Linked DNA regions of Gossypium hirsutum: region 2 is linked to region 1. A link is a contact called in public Hi-C data. All regions are on one chromosome and are shown on one strand. Each heading gives the region's core, a stretch centred on a gene start, on an enhancer-like site or on the middle of the called end of the contact. The rest is flanking DNA. Distances are from core to core; before and after follow the strand shown.

Region 1 (3,304 bases), core at 505-3,004:
CTGAGTTGCCACGAAACTTAATTATGGTACGAGATATATAGTTGCAACAGAAGGGAGAAAGATGGTAGAGCATAAACTTGCACAGCAGAAGATGGGGAAGTGAAACTTAAAAGCAATTTATATATATACAGTTAAAAGTAGATGCTTTTTTTGCATATTATTTGCCCTCCCAACTTTTTCTATTTGTTACAGGTGAAATTGTTCATTAGTTAGCAGCGAAGTGGACTTTCGAGCTCACTGAAGCCTTAATGAAATCTAAAGGTTCCCCTGCCTCTTTGCCTATTGTTTGATCGGCTTCGAAGTTAATCCAAGTTTGGATTGATCAATTTTTTATTCGGAAGATCGGGCTTGAATTGGTCCAAAATTGTTTTATCTTAAATAAAATCTCTATCCATACAGGTTTATGTTAATAAATCAAGTGGAGTCATTTAATAAAACTCTCCATACTTCAATAATCAATACCATGCTAGGTTATATTTTTGTGCCCCTATCTAAACATATGTAAAATAAAGTCGAAGTGAAACTTGTTCAATTTGAATTTAGGAGATAATTTCCCTGCTTTTCTTGGATCTCTTGGCATTCCTTGTACATTCAACAAAACAGTTTCAAGGAAAAAATAAAAAAGTTAAAATGAGCCTTAATTTTTGTTCTTTTTAAAAATTAGAAATTTAGTCCTTATACTTTTATTTTAAGGAATTTAATCTCTTTACTGTTTAGATTTCAAAATTCAAGTTCAACCATTAACTTTTTTATGCTTGTTTGTTAAATTTAAATTAGTTACAAACTCATTTTTTTAATTACATGACTACCGAGTGAATATTTTTTTATTTGAAAATTATCACAGCAATGAATTTAACAAAAAAAAAACAGTGTTAACATTTGAATCTAAATTTTAAAATGTAAAAAGTAAGAGAAATTAAATTTCATGAAATATAAGTACAAAGACTAAATTCTTAACTTTTAAAAAGTACATAGACTTGTGACATACTTTAACATAATAATCATTATTATTATAAATATCACCCCAACTATTAAGTTGTTTGTATAAAATAAAACGTAGCATAATTTATTTGAATAAGATAGAAATGAAGTAAATGGCATCCTCTACAGAAATTGGGTTCTAAGCACATGTTTTTCCTGCATTAACTTATAAAATACCATCCTGGTGAAGATTTTGATTTATATTGGAACATCATATGCTTACACCAACCTAATGATTTTAAGATCCAAATCAAGGATTTTCCTCGCTATTCCTATTACACTTCCTTCACAAAACATATTCTGCTGTAATTACAACCACACTAACTAAACTCTTCAACCCCTTTCTTTATTGGTATAATACTTTTACTCTTTTAAATCTATTTACAAAACTCATAATTATTCTAATTCCATCTATCGACTGGTTTAATCTCCATCAATTAATTTAACTAGATTCACTTCTCGATTTCAAATAATTTACTTAAATCTAACTCAACAATTCTATTAATTAATTTTCGATTTAGTCAATTGGATTGACCGACTTGATCGAGTTTAATCCGGCAAAAAATATTTTTTTTTTAAAATAAGTAAATTCAGAGTTTTGGAAAGGAAGCTAAACAAAATAAAAAATGAAAATTGGAGAGCACATATCATAGACCAAATTTGAATTAGGGGAATCCAAGTTTGGTAAAGGGCCCAATTTGAACAAAAAATGAAAACCCAAGGTTTGGTTGATGTTTCATGGCCCAACTACAAAACAAAAAAACAGAATTTTCCCGCTAACCCCAAACCAGATTCATCACTCCATCCTTCTAGAGCTTAGAATTCTCTGCAAATCCCAGTAAATATGGAAGAAACAACAAAACCAAGAAGAAAAGCCAGCAACAGGAAACCCCTCACTGATCTCACCAATACAATCCCATCCTCTCTTCCTTTTTCACAATCCTCCTCTGCTTCTATCAAAACCCAAATCAAATCTTCGCACCCTTCGGATCTTAAATCCCTTCCTAGCAACCCCAATACCAGCCTTAAGCGCACCTCTAAGCTTACTCCCACTGACTCCACCAAAAATATAAATAATAATAACAATGACAAGAAGGAAAATGAAATTTGTCCGAGTGACAATGCAAATCCTAGCTCCAAGCCGTCTCCGCCGTCAAAAACACCTTCCGTTTCGGGTATTTTGATGGGTCTCGCTTATTTCTGGGTTTTGGTTGGATTTTTTAAAGTGGGATTTGATCTTTGGGTTTATGGATTGTCTAGGGTTTTTACTTCTTGAATTTGGGTTTTCAGGTTCTGGAGAATGTTATTTTTTGTTTTAATGCTAATGAATTGATAACATTTTGCGACGATAGAACTTTGTTGGTTCAGTTTGAGCTATATAGATTTTCTTCTAAGATAACGCTATAGATATTTTAGTTACAATGCATTCCGTGCTGTGGAATTTTGTGAAGTTATCTAGACTCTAAACTGTAATTCTGTGAATTCGATTTATGTTACTGATCTATGGAAGCGCTTAATTTTAGAAATTATATGTGAAATGCATTCTATGCCGTAGAACTGTCTTCTCAACTTCTTCTTTGTCCCTAGTTTTCTGGATTGTGCATTTATTTTGGGCCGAACAGATTGTACATTATAGCTTTGATCTTATGTATTTGTGATTGTGCAGATTTTGAGCCTTGTACAGTTTACAGGAGACGCACTGCTAAGAAAAAGAAGAGTAAAGGGAAGGAAGTTGCGGAGCCTTTGAGTAGCCTTTTTGAAACGAGGACTCCCAGCTTAAGGTGGTTTTCTTTTCATCAGTTTGTGCATTTATTGATGGTCTTTGGATAAATTTTAGTCTTTCATGACTTTAGAAGGCAAAGGATACTCAAAATGTGCATGGTATGTTAGACATTGATGCGGTGAAATGGGATTTCATTGTTGTAATGTTGTCACTTTTATGTAATTGTAAAATATTAAATAGATGATGGAAGTGATCTTGATCTTTTGATCTCAACCCTTTTGGTGGTTAGCTTTCAGGCAACGGCTATAAGATTATGAATCCAAAATTTTGATCAATAAAATGTACCAAATAGTTGTACATTTGATACCTTGGCCATATATTCGAATAGTAGATAGTAGAAAGAAAAAAGCCTGAAGTAACTGTTTCATTGATTACAATGGTCTTTTTGTATTCATTTTCATTCATATATTCTCCACTTCCCTTTCGTAATTGAGTCTTGAAGGAGACAGAGTGTGATGAGACTGAAAGACTGTTGTTCCCTCTTAAGAGTTTTGCCTTAGATGCCTGTGTTTTGTCATGTTGTATAACATCCGTTTCCAA
Region 2 (3,304 bases), core at 567-3,066, 140 kb before region 1:
GTCTAACAGTTCTTTAGCTGAACCAGAAACTTGCTATAAAACAAGTTAGCAGATAACTACGACAGACCTCGATATGACCAGCTTAAATATCTTAACTTGCAAAACAGAACAACGCGCAATCTGTAACATGTTCGGATTTTCCATTTTACATAGCACCTCTATCTACAGTAGTTAGTTCACTTAATTCCTTTTTTCTAAACCGAGACAACGTTCTAACATCAAGCAATCCACATAGTCTCATAAACTGGCCATTGACAATCAACATGTTATTTAAGATAAAGCAAAGCTTCCATTTCAAAGTTCAATAACAACAATAATGGAAGCAACTCCAAATCAAAGCAAGATAAACTTCAGAGGGGAAAAAAGGCAAAACCCAACAATAAAAACAAAGTTTTAGCAAGATCAAACAATAAATATGAACAAAAAGTAACATTTTTCTGACCTGGTAGTATCTTCCGGAGAGCTTCCTGATACCATAACCTAATTGAACGGTGCCAAATGATTTGAGCTCAGTGAGAACCCCATTTCTGCTATAAACATGTCTACCTACACGTGCTACCAAATCGATGAGCCCCTCCTTCTTCACATGGGGCTTCAATAAAAGCACACAATCATATAGAGGCATTTCTTTAACTCAGTACAAAAACCCACCAACCCTTTAAAAAAAAACAAAAAAAATGGAACTGATTTCAGACTGAGGTTGAATCGAATAATCAATGCCATCAATAGAACAAAATCCCACCATAAATTTAATTGAAAAAAATACCTGAAGCTGAAGGCTGAAGCAGTAAACCACTTGGAACAAAAGCCCTTACTCTGAGAAAGAGTATATAACTGAACTGATCCAACGGAAATCTACACTTTAGTCCATTGGTTTAGTAATTTAAATTATCTCTCCTTTTTTTTTTCTATAGCATTTTGAAGTTCTTTTTCACCAATTTAGAAATAAAATACTTATTTTCTATAATGTAAACAATTAAATACTATGAAATATTTTAAAAATGTATAAAGTTCAGTTCGATTAGAATAATTGCGATTTTCCAACTTATGAACCAAATAAATAACCAAAAACAGAAGCAATCACTAATGCTCAAGTAAAATTTTTGAAATTTTCAGAACCAACCCCAAATCACCAAAACGAAAATGCAAATTCCCTAGAACAGCAATCTTCAAGACAAGGAAGCATCACAGAAATAAAATCTAAAAGATACCCATTGGTGTAGAAGGTCATCAATCATTTTTTTTAACAAGTTTAAAATCATGACCAACAGCCATAACCCCACATACTACCCTAATTTTTCACATACCATTCCTTCTTCCACAGTTTTCCCATCAACCAAACAGGTACTTGAAGACATTCTCACCCACAAATTCCACAGTTTCCTCACCAACCAAAACACCCAGAAGCATATGGGAAAAGAAATCTTTGACCCACAAATCATCTAATCATATAAACTGGATCTTACGTACTACTTTACTGGAATAAACAAACGGCGATCGCAAAAATGATTCACAAAGCTATCATTGTTTAGAAAGTTTAGAAAGGAATAAATGGAAACGAACAAACAATAACGTTTTGTAAAAATTAAAAAAAAAAAAGGTTTAGAAAGGAAAACTAACCCCATTTTGGCTGGTGCAAAAACAGCTTTACTGAGACTGAAATCTGAAAGTAAGATTACGGAAGAAAGGAAGTGCCGGATAGTGTTGCAAATTGGAAACCCTAACAGCCACAATTGATTTGTATTTATATAGATAAATTTTAGGGTTTTGGAATTGTTTTTTACGGATTGTCAGATCAACGGTTGAGATTTGAAGTGGGCTTTGAGGAGGGCTTGTTGCTTACACGTGGCCGATATGGTGACTAGACCGTCCAAAGTCGGGCTATCCCCAACCCGAGCTTTGATTTCTTTCTTTGCCTTAATTTAATAGTTGGTCCTCAAACTATGCCCTTAGTTTGAGTTAAGTACTTAATTTTTTTATTCATGCATCTTTAGTTTCTAATATCGCATTTACTTTTCATTTTGATGCAAAAGTTTTTTAAATTGGGAGTATATTAAGTTAGATTTATAGAAAAAATTATTCATTCAAAGGAGAAATAAATATGTTTTTAAAAGAAATTAGGGAACATTTGGTTAAGGTTTTTTTTGTGACAAGTAAAATAAAAAACTAACTACATAGCCCTATGACCTTCTCCAAATGGGGAATCCTCGAATATATGCAACTTGTAGCTTCTTTCATGTGCCATCTTTACCGATCTATCAGCATCCTGATTGTCTTCTCTCTTATGTGGCAAATACTCCAGTGATCAAATCATAACAACAGATGATGGATTCTCCTGACTAGAGCAAAGTTAGAGCCCTCCACGAGACCCTCTTGAATGTCCTTAACTGCCTCAAAAGCATCAGACTAAATAATAAAAATATATCAATAATATCAAATTTTGGTAATATGAGGAATAACATCAATACCATTTTTCTTGTCAAATTAGAAGTAAAGGATTCATTTTATCAAAAAAGCATACAATCATATGGAGGCATTTCTTTAACTTAGTACAAAACCCACCAACCCTTTAAAAAAAATTGAACTGATTTCAAACTAAGTGTTAAATATGACTCCTATTTTCAGTCAAATTTGAGAAATCATCTTTCAGTTAAACTCTATTTCGAATTTTGTGTTTACGTTTTGTGGGTTCTTTGTTTTCGGGGTTTAATTTTTATCTCTATCTTTTGCCCTCTTCGTTCTTTTGCCATTATAGTAAAATTATCTTTGCCTGTGGTTTTTTATCCTCTTTGAAGGGGTTTTTCCACGTTAAATCTGTATGTTTAATTTCTCAATTTATTCCGCTATTTTCTTGTTCGTTGCTTAATCGGGTCGAAGTCCTAACAAGTGGTATCAGAGCTAGTTCAGTTTTCATAAATCAGCCTGTTCAGAGATGGCAACAACAAGGTTTAACATTGAGAAGTTCGATGGTGAGACAAATTTCAATATGTGGCAAGTTCGGATGATGGAAATTCTAGTTCAATCAGGCTTGAAAAAGGTTGTTATCGGGAAAAAGCCTGAGAATCTAAATAAAACAAAATGGGAAGAACTTGATGAAAAGGCTTTGTCTGAAATCCAGTTGTGCCTAGCGAATACGGTATTACAGGAGGTATTGATGGAGAAAATCTCATCCGCCTTGTGGAAAAGGTTAGAAACTCTTTATGCGACTAAGTCTCTGGCTAATCGTTTAGTGTTGAAACAACGTCTATTTATGTTTTGCATGAACGAAGGTGAGCTTCTTAGAGATCACATCAGTCAATTTATT

The links. A called contact is a pair of places that touch in the nucleus more often than the background predicts.
Region 2: a Hi-C map of leaf shows a contact between it and region 1, with 2.3 times the contacts expected there. The contact joins the promoter of LOC107904430 here to the promoter of LOC121229067 in region 1. A contact is called at or near these places in 5 of 34 Hi-C or Micro-C datasets (callus, hypocotyl and leaf).

The regions. Positions count from the first base shown.
Region 1 is chrA05:33,250,456-33,253,759 of Gossypium_hirsutum_v2.1, reverse strand. LOC121229067 (GATA zinc finger domain-containing protein 24) reads left to right here and starts at 1,754. Exons shown (of 4, transcript XM_041112247.1): 1 at 1,754-2,156; 2 at 2,648-2,762. The coding sequence starts at 1,826.
Region 2 is chrA05:33,392,616-33,395,919 of Gossypium_hirsutum_v2.1, reverse strand. LOC107904430 (30S ribosomal protein S6) reads right to left here and starts at 1,816. Exons shown (of 4, transcript XM_016830813.2): 1 at 1,621-1,816; 2 at 767-839; 3 at 443-656. The coding sequence starts at 625.